Linked DNA regions of Mus musculus: region 2 is linked to region 1. A link is a contact called in public Hi-C data. All regions are on one chromosome and are shown on one strand. Each heading gives the region's core, a stretch centred on a gene start, on an enhancer-like site or on the middle of the called end of the contact. The rest is flanking DNA. Distances are from core to core; before and after follow the strand shown. Region 1 holds the start of Mtmr14 (myotubularin related protein 14). Region 2 holds the start of Adipor2 (adiponectin receptor 2).

Evidence for each region. Hi-C and Micro-C count contacts between places; a contact is called where the count stands out from the background.
Region 2: a Hi-C map of B cells shows a contact between it and region 1, with 5 read pairs. The contact joins the promoter of Adipor2 here to the promoter of Mtmr14 in region 1. A contact is called at or near these places in 2 of 39 promoter capture datasets (cranial neural crest and pre-B cells) and 1 of 484 Hi-C or Micro-C datasets (B cells).

What each region holds. Positions count from the first base shown.
Region 1 is chr6:113,235,278-113,240,100 of GRCm38.p6, reverse strand. Mtmr14 (myotubularin related protein 14) reads right to left here and starts at 2,258. Exons shown (of 19, transcript NM_026849.2): 1 at 1,980-2,258. The coding sequence starts at 2,135.
Region 2 is chr6:119,385,994-119,390,816 of GRCm38.p6, reverse strand. It overlaps Adipor2 (adiponectin receptor 2), which reads left to right and starts at 2,083. Exons shown (of 8, transcript NM_001355692.1): 1 at 2,083-2,335.

The DNA of each region.
Region 1 (4,823 bases), core at 1,009-3,508:
CTTCAGGTGGTACCTAAGCCCGTTAGCCTCACTGCACAGAAGACTGTGGAGTCACAGGGAGGCTGGGCACATAGTGAGACCTTGTCCCAAAAAACAAAGCAACAGTAACTGTTGCTTTAGGTTACTATTATAGCATTAACACATTATGTTCTTTTAACACCAAAAAATCTTTTTTTCTGTTCTACAGCCCCAGAAACTCCAGTTGAAGCTCCAGTCAGCTGGGCACGATGGTGCACATCTACAATCTTATTACATGGGATGTTGAGGCAGGAGGATGCCGAGTTCAGTGTGTGCGTGCATGTGTGTGTGTATATTTATATATGAATTACTATATATCTCAAGACCATGTCTCAACAACACCTACAAAAATAAAGAAGCTCTAGTCAGCAAAATCAGTAAAAGCTGCAGACAGTTGTCTCTTTACATACCATCTGCTTATAAAACTAAAGGCAAGGCTCCCTTCTAAAATTAATCCTTTTGTTCACAGTTCAGTGAAAAGCCCACTGGAAGAAAAGCTTACCGCCTGTAACACATCAAGAACTTTGCAAGAGATCATGAAGCCTGGAGCAGTATTAAGACCAGTTGTGGTGAGAGTAAGGTTTAACTTGTAAAACTCTAATCTTCACAGACATTCAGAGGGCAGTGAGATCCATCAAAATCACACACCTCCTATAACCACTCAAAAGATTGCCCTCGAAGTCAGCTGTGGTGGCTCACACGTGTATGTAGTCCTTGGGAGGCTAAGGCAGGAGGATTATTAGTTACAAGCCATCCTGGGATAATGACTGTGAAACCAAGCCAGGGCCACAGACAAAAAACCACGCCTCAACACACACCAAGGCTGGTGATGTAGCTCAGCTGGTAGAATGCCGGTCTGGCATGCATAAAAACCTGTGTTCAATCTCCAGCACCACAGAAACCAAGCATGAGGGTAAACACCTGTAACCCCATCACCTAGGAAGTGGAGACAGAAGGACAGGAGTGCATGACTGGCCTTGGTTGGGATAACGCATTTAAGGCTTTTCTGAACATACAGTACAAATTCTAGGGTCTGCCTCCCCAGACATTGTGCTTTAAGAGAATCTAAGACCAGAAATCTTTGTGTTTAACAAGAGCTCCAAATGATGCCAATTATAATCTGAAAGGTACTTAATTGTCTGGTCCGATAATACCACATTAGTGATCTTTCTTAGGTTGTTACTTCAGAGATTAATAGAAGATGTCTCAGCCCCTAGGTAACCTCTGGGGCCAAACCAGTTTTATGGCCCAGCACAGAGACCAACGCCAATGTGTAATGCCACACTGGGAAAGAGAAAGGGCCGGGTCTATCAGTGCTGAGGTCAGTATGCCTCGACCAGATCAGCAGCTCTCTTTTCAGGCCTGGTGACTAGGGCAGAGGGAAATTCCCGGGGTGGGGGGACAACGGACAGAGACTTCTGATAAAAGGAACAGAAAGGGAATGTGGGTTCTCTTCTTGCTCTACAGGAAAGGAAAGGGAAGGGCCTAAGTCATGCTGGTACCTTATAAGGAGGTGACACACTCCGCTGTTCTCTGGGCTCCATAATGTCACACTACTCCAGACTTCTACTCTGATCTCTGGTCCAGAGGAGTCTCTTCCCCATTTTTACTTAGATTTTAGGGGTTTTGTTTTTTGTTTTGAATCTGTTGGTAACCCCTCCTAGGCTCACGAAGGGTAGCGTTCCTATTGTCTAACCTTTGCACCTGGCCCACAACTCCGACCCTTGACCTCCAAACCCCTGTTAAAGCAACCCCCCACCCCAAAACCCACAAGGAGCTTCGGTCCTCCTCTTTGGTGTAAAGCCGGATCCTTACTCTCTGAGTCCATATCCTGGATAAGTTCCTCTCCCGTGCCTCCCCAAGGAGGTCTCATTCCAGCTCTCCTCCCATCCCGAACCACAGTCTTCCCTCGGTAACTCAGGCCAGGGACCAGTTCAGGTCGTTGCACCTTTGGGGCTCACCTTAGAGCCGCTCTTCCCGCCGCTGTCCTTGGCACGGTACTGAGTCCGGGAGAACTCCTCCAGCAGCTCCCAGAGCCCGGGCTCCTGAGGCGGCGGGCTGCCCGACGAGGCGGTGGAACCCGCCGAGGCGGCGGCGGCGGCCCGAGCACCCGCCATGCACAGCCTCGAGTCCCCTCAGGGCGCCTTCCCCCAGCCCATGGCACCTGAAGCTCGGACTCCGGCTCTAAAACCTCCTGAACCGACTCAGCCGCCGCCTTCTTCTTCCACTTCCGGCCCCGCCCCACCTCTCCGGATGTTTACTCCCGCCGCAGCCAATCAGAGCCCGGGGTTCGTGCCCGGCCCACAGGTCCCCGGCCCACCCCTGACGCGGAGGGATCCAAGTGGCCTCACGGCGGGGGCCGCGCTCCGCCCAAGGGGTTTCCCCGGGGGAAGCCGGGCTAAACCACCGCGGCTGCGGGGAGGGGAAAGGCGGGAACCATTGGCAACAAGAGAGGAAGGAACCGCCGGAGGCCTGAGTTAGTGCTGGCAGCAAGAAGACGAGAGCTGCAAGAATCAAAACAGCATTTCAAACAGCACTTCTCCACTGCTCTTATGGACGTCCCTGCCAATATAGCGTGGACCATCATCCTATTTATTTAAAAAGATTTTCTAGCTGGTGTCAGTAGGCAAACGCCAGAGGATGAAGCGTGAGAATCAGGCATTTGAGACTAGCCCAGACCACACCTTAATTTTTTAAAAATGTTTAAAAAAGTGTAGATAATAATGTTCCTTCATTTTCCTATCAGCTGCTTTCATCATAAATCAACACGTGCCAATCTCCTGCTCAGTTCTTCCCTGTCTAGGGAGTTGTTTGTGTATTGGGCTGGTGTTTGTTGTTTGATGTAGGTAATTATTTGTGGTATAGCCAAGGCTGGCCTTGAACTCCTGACTCACCTGCCTCCACTTTCTGGGTGCTGAGAATCTCAAATATCAGTCCCAAATTCCTAGAATTGTTAGTCTCAGAAGATGTGTGTACTATCTACCCCCAAGTATTGATGTTTAGAGAGAAGGTGTTAAGGCCTCCTTCAGTATTGTATATCTGAGGGAGAATTGCTCATTTGGCCATCAGTCAGACAGTTGATTAAGCTATAACTTATGTCGAAAGAAAACTCTCAAAATGAAATTGATGCTGTGAAAACATAGTAAGTTAACATAGTGCCTAAAAGTACTCATTTTCTTAGATTTGTAAAGAAATCTAAGGAAAACACAAACCACAACCCCTGCTGACTGTCAGTCACTCTTCATGCTCAACTAGGTCCTGTCCTGAATTCTAATACTGGAAATTAGTTTTCCCTTTTGGCGATGGTCAAATAGAATCAAAATATGCATTTTTTAAAAAAATTATTATTTAGTCTCGTCTTCTAAACTGTGATGATTATTCTTGCTTCCCAACTTGGGGAAAGGACTCTTCAGTTGAGTAATTGCCTCCACCTGGTTGGCCTCTGAGCATGTCTGTGGGGCCTTTTCTTGATTGCTAATTGATGCAGAGGGAGGTATCCACTTTGGAGAGGTGGTCCTGGGTTGTAGAATAAAGCAGGCTGAGAGAGTTACAGGGATCAAGCTGGTAATCAGTGTTTATTTCTCCATGGCCTCTGCTTCACTTTCTGCCTCCAGGTTCTTGCTTGAGTTCCTGTCCTGCCTGATGGTCCTCAATGATGATGTCACTGATGTGACAGTGTGAGCTCAATAAACCTCTTCTTGGCTTGCTTTTGTTTTTATCATAGCAACAAAAGTAGAACAAACATAATGTCTCTAAGATTTTTCTAGTCAATCGCAATGGCTTACACCTGTGAGTGAAGCCTTCCGAAAGCTGAGGCAAAAAGACAAAGGAGCCATCAAGACCAGCTGTGGTACTACAGTGTGCGACTCTCAAAAAAATCTGTTGCTATGAGTTATTTTGTAGATATTTTTGGTAAATACACACACACTGTCTCACCAGCCCTACTAGTGATATCTTATTGGGCTTTAAAAAAAAAAATGCAGCCGGGTGTGGTGGCGCACGCCTTTAATCACAACACTTGAACACTTGGGAGGCAGAGGCAGGCAGATTTCTGAGTTTGAGACCAGCCTGGTCTACAGAGTGAGTTCCAGAACAGCCAGGGTTATACAGAGAAACCCTGTCTCAAAAAACAAACAAACAGACAAAAAGCAACCACCCTTCCTCCATTCCAGAGGGTCTTATGTAGCCCAGGATGGCCCCAAGGTCCCTGTGTAGCTGAGGATCACCTTATACTTCTCTGCCTCTTCCTCTTGAGGAGATACAAGCATGTAGTAACATGTCTAGTTTAGCAGTGCTAGAGACCTTTGTGAATCAAACCTAAGGCTTGAGTAGATAGGCAAACACTGTACCAACTGAACTCTACAGAGCTCCTCTTTTAATTTTGGTAACAGAATCTCACTATATTACCCAGACTGGCAATAGACTCTGCGGCTCCAAGAACCTTCCTACCCCAGGCTCTAGATAAAAACTGAATCTGGCCAAAAATCAAGCTTCTTTATATTTCAAGCTGAAATATAGAATACATACGCGTGAATACAGCCGCTTTAATTGTGACTGTTGACAAAGTATAAAATCCTCATTCGGAGGTGATCCTCCAATTATATTATCACCCCAGAAAACACCCTCGTCCTCTGCTGGTTGCTCTCACTCAGCGCCACCCCCAGACGGCCACCAACTTGCTTTCTGTCACTAGACATTCCTATAAATGGAATCAGACAACGTGTCCTCTCCTGCATCTGGCTTCTTGGGTAGAGTTAATTTTGGTTTGAATTTGCATATCCCTGATTAATGAAGCTGATCACCTT
Region 2 (4,823 bases), core at 834-3,333, 6.2 Mb before region 1:
TGGGCATGTGTGCTGGCTGGCTCAGCATGGAAAGGGGAGGCTCTGACTGATGCTCTGACTTCAACTCTCAGACCCGCATAATGGAAAGAGAGAATAGATTCCACAAAGCTATCCTCTACCATGGCAGAGATGTAGGAGGAGGCTTGCCTAAGCATCTACAGGGCCCTAAATTCAGTCTCTAGTGCTGCAAAAACAAATACTCAACACCAGAAGGGAGATTTTGATTTTGAAGATTCATAGCTGATATGGGGAGATACTGAACATTGCTGAGTTCTCTGTGATGTGTGAATAGCCAATCAAGAGACAACCTGTACAAATCAACAAGGGCATAGCCAGGGAAAGAGATCTGGAAAAAACAAATCTGCTTTGAAACATTTGGTGATGCCATTTAGGTAAGGATAAGGGTGAAGCCAGTTGGGCAGTGGGACTCAGGAATGTCCCTTTGAGGGTAGGGAGAGTGGCAAAGATCCTCATTAGCTGAGAAGGTGTGGGTGGGCATTTTGAGGAAATAAGGTGGTTTGTTTCATCATTATAGAAGCATCAGAAATTGCATGTAGTGATTGACAGTGAGATCAGTTCAAGAGGCCAAGCTGAGAGGTAGGAGGGGAAATGGCGGGCTCTCTTAAAAACCCTGTTCCTGGAGACAGAAGCTTTGATCAAAGAAGCATCCTTAAAAGAAAGCTCTGCAGGAAAGATTTGAGAGGGGGTTTTGTTTTCCTTTGTTGAAGCAGGGTCTCATTTTAGCCCTGGCTGACCTGGAACTCATCTTGTGGCCCACGTTGGCCATGAACTCACTGCAGCCGTCCTATACCAGTTCCCACGTGCTAGGAATTAAGGTGTGAGCCCCCATACCTGGTAAGATAATGGTCTATCTTAAGTCTGTCTTCCTTAGGGGATACCTTATATTCAGCCTGAAAAAAAAACTTCTCTTTTTGCCCTATTTATTATGGATCCTTCCCCCCGCACCCCCCCCCCCCTTAAGTTATTGATGGAATCGAGGCTTTTGGAGTGGCTATAGCTTTACCACTGAGCTATATTTCCAGCCTTGGGCCACATTTATAATTCCCAAATGCCTGCATTTGTTTTCTGATGGGAAAGGTACAATTGTCTTTCTCAGTCTTAGTAGCCAAGTCTTTGTCTTTCTCTCTCTCTCCCTTTCTTTCTTTCGTTTCTTTTTTTCTGAGACATGGTTTTACACTCTGTATAGCCAAGGCTGGCCTGGCTCGCGATGTACACCAGGCTGATCTGGTACATGCAAGATCCTCTTGTTTTAACCTCTCTAGTGCTTTTCCTCGTTGAAGAGTTTTCCATGTCTGCTTCCCTCCAATCGCTCAACATCACATTTTAGCTTCTTGGCTATGAGACCGATTGTGGTCTAAAGGCAAGAACAATAAGCTTCCTCCAAGGTCTAAACTAAAGCTTCCGAATTTACTTTGACGTGTATTAAGTTTTGAACTAAAGAGTGTGACAGATACAATCCTCTTACAACTGAACACGAAGAAACCATTTTTTTTTCCTCTGCACACCAGCTCCTATAGTTCCTTGTTCTGGTTCAATAGGAAAGCTCACTCGTAGCAAATCATTCCCTCTGGGTAAACAGACACAATGCTTAAGTCGTTTGCAATCGACCATTGAAAATAATTTTGAATATCTTCTAGAAGTGGTAGGGCATAAATCAATCATACGTTAGTACGGTAATAAAAACAAGCCCTACTGTTTGAGGAAGAGTTGACTAAACGCTTTCGGAATCCTGAAACCTTCATAAGACGACGCCTAGCATTATGTTGGCCGCTGACACAAACACACGCTCCATCCCGAGTCATTAAACCGTGGCGGCCCACTCCCTTCTCAGATCTCTTCAGAAATCGTCGAGGAAGCTGGGTGAGCGTTCCGAGGCACTCTGCCCGCACTGTTTACATTGTGGACCCGGCCGAACTACAACTCCCAAGATGCATCACGCTTCCAAAGCCTCCCGAGGGGAGGCTTCCGGTTTAGGCCAGCGCGGCTGCGCACGGGGTGTGGTCTTACTGGCTCGGCCCGCCTCGTGCGATGCGCGTCACGGCTACGCGCGGGCGCGGAGGCGGGGAGACGCGGCGGCGGCGGCGGCGGCGGTCGCGGCGGCGCGAGCACAGTCCCGACGCGGTACCGCGGTGGCGGCGGCGGCGGTGGCGGCTCCAGCGAGCGGCCCCCTCCCTCCGCGCCCCCCCTCTCCCTCCCCGAGGCGCTGCTTCCCGAGGCGCCCGAGCCGCGCGGTGAGACGGCCGCTAACTCGGGCGAAGGGCTGTGGCTCGAGCGCGGCTTCCCGGGCTCAGCAGATTGCCCGGGTCGGAAGGAGGTGAGGGCTGAGGGACAGGTGTCCCCGGCGCGGGCCGGGAGCGCGCGCCTGGCCGGCTCCGAGCGCGGCCGGAACTCTGACCTGCGGCCGCGCGCCTGGTGCGGGGCCCAAGCAGCGGCCGGGGGGGTGGGGTGGGGGGGGGGGCCGGGGCCGCGCTCCGTGCAGCTGCGGTCGCGGGCGCCCGCTGCCCTGTCCCCGCCGCGGGGCAGAGTCCGAAGCCCCTCGCTCCGTCTCTAGTCGATTTCGGAGCCGGTACCCCCGCGATGGCCGGAGACTGAAATCCTCCCGCCCCGACTTCTAGTTGGTGTCTTCTGCCACTTCTAGGGATTTCTCTGGCAGGCTTGCTTCGGATGGCTTGTGCTCAGCGCGACTTTTCCAACCACTGGGATGGGAAGGTTGCCCTCACCTTTCCTTAGGTGGCGCGTCAGGCTGTCACTGCGGGATAGTTCTTGGGCCCAGTTCTGAGCCCCTTTGGGTTTTTATTTGCCAGTGGTTAGCTTGTTAGAGAATTGCTGGAAACGGCTATAAAATAAGTTTTGATGAGTCCGAGGGAGCGCTAGACCAGACAGCTAATGAGTCTCTTCTTTTGTTTTTTTTGACCTTGATTTAAACATTTGTTTCTGGAGTTTGAAAACTTCACGAGAGCGTTGAGCAATGAATTTTTGATAAATGACATGACCACCTGGGATTTGGTAGGTACAATGCTTCATTGGTGGTTTTAGTATTTTAGTGGAAATGATCTTTTAGTTGCATTTATGTTTTACTCTGGTTGTCTCATTTAAAGAAAAAAAAACTTTAAAAAAATTAAAATTATCCAGTTTATTATGGTGTGTTTCTGTGTGACTCCTGTGTTCATGGCACACGTGTGGAGGTTAGAGAACAACTTGGTAAAAGTTGATCATCGTCTACGTTTATGTGGTTCCGGGTATCGAACTCAGGCGGCAAGGTCTTGAAAATTTGCCTGGCAAGCATACTCTTTAGCCATCTCACTTGATGGCCTGTAATTCTTGTGTTGCTGTGTTCATTGTGTTTCCCCAAAGCAGAATGCTTACCCCTGCTCCCCAAGGAGCAAGGTAAAAATACTGCAGTCTTTTAGGATTTTAAAATTTATTTGTTCATAAAACACTTCCCAACTAAGTGTATTTGTTTTGTTTGTTCGTGGGTGAGGGTGTGCAGGTCTCACTCTGTAGCCCAAACATTAAGAATCCTGCTTCAGCCTTCTGTGTGTTAGCATGAATCACCTACCATGTTGTGAAGACAGGCAGGATCAATGTAGTTCAGGCAAGCTTTAATTTCTAAATCTTACCTATGAGTCCAGAATCCTGGTATGGACAGATGCTCTACTCAAAGCCCGCCCTCCCTTTGACATGGTCTCACTCTGTAGCCCTGGCTGTCTTGGAACTCATGTAGATTAGGCTGGCCTTGAACTCAGAAATCCACCAGTTTCTGCCTCCCATGGGCTGGGATTAAGGATGTGCACCACCAATACAACTCAAAAAATAAAGCTCAGAGCCTTAATTTTTTAAAGGGGGAATTATGTTTGTCAGTTCTAAAGTTTCAAGTGTCTTCTTACCACAGGCCACTCTAAGATCTTGTCACACATCCTGCTCATTTGTACACTGCTTGTAGAATAGAATTCTTCATTCTTTGAAATTTGTCACAGTGAACGAACTGTAAACTAAATTATTTTAGCAGCAGGGATTTCCACCTGTAGGCTTCAGCAGATTGATGGTAAATTATAAAATTTTTTTGAGAAATTCAAATTAAATATGAAAGATACCTTCCCAGTTTCTCTGTAACTGGCTACCCACCAGTTTATGTTTCAGGCTTTGGGCTACTTAGCAGATTTTATCTTCTGTGGATGAGAGTAAGATTTCCGGAGCGTAAAGAGTGTGTTTTTCCATCCTTGAGTTCATTGTCTAAACTTAAAAACAAATGAAAAAAAATTTCCCATGAGTAATATCATTATGTAGTGTACTCAGTGTAAGTCACGCTTTGTTTAAAACAATAAAACTTTTATTCCCTTTATTCAGAAGTTGACAAACTTCACAGTCTACAGGTCAAGTCCTACCTGCTGCCTGTTGTAAATCAAGGTTAACTGGGATATAGTCAGATGCAGTTGTTTAGGTTATTATCTGTGATTTGCTGTTGGGGTGCAAAGTTGAGTTGTTTCATAGCTGTCTTAGAGACTCATGGGCTGTAAAGCCTAAACACTTTTATTAGCTTTCAATAGAGAAAGAAAACAGTCAGTATGTGGTGGCTGTCTGGCCTGGCTGTGGTTGTACTTTCCTGTAATCCCAGTACTTGGGAGGCCAAGGCAGGCCTGTGAGTTTAAGACCAGCATGGGTTATAATTTGAGACCCTGTCTCAGAAGTGTTGTGAGTGGGAAGTATATTCAATGTACAAACTTAAAATGAGTCAGGAAGTACAAAAGAAAGTAAAAATTATTTGGAATTATATCACTTAGGTTATTTTGGTGATTATCCAG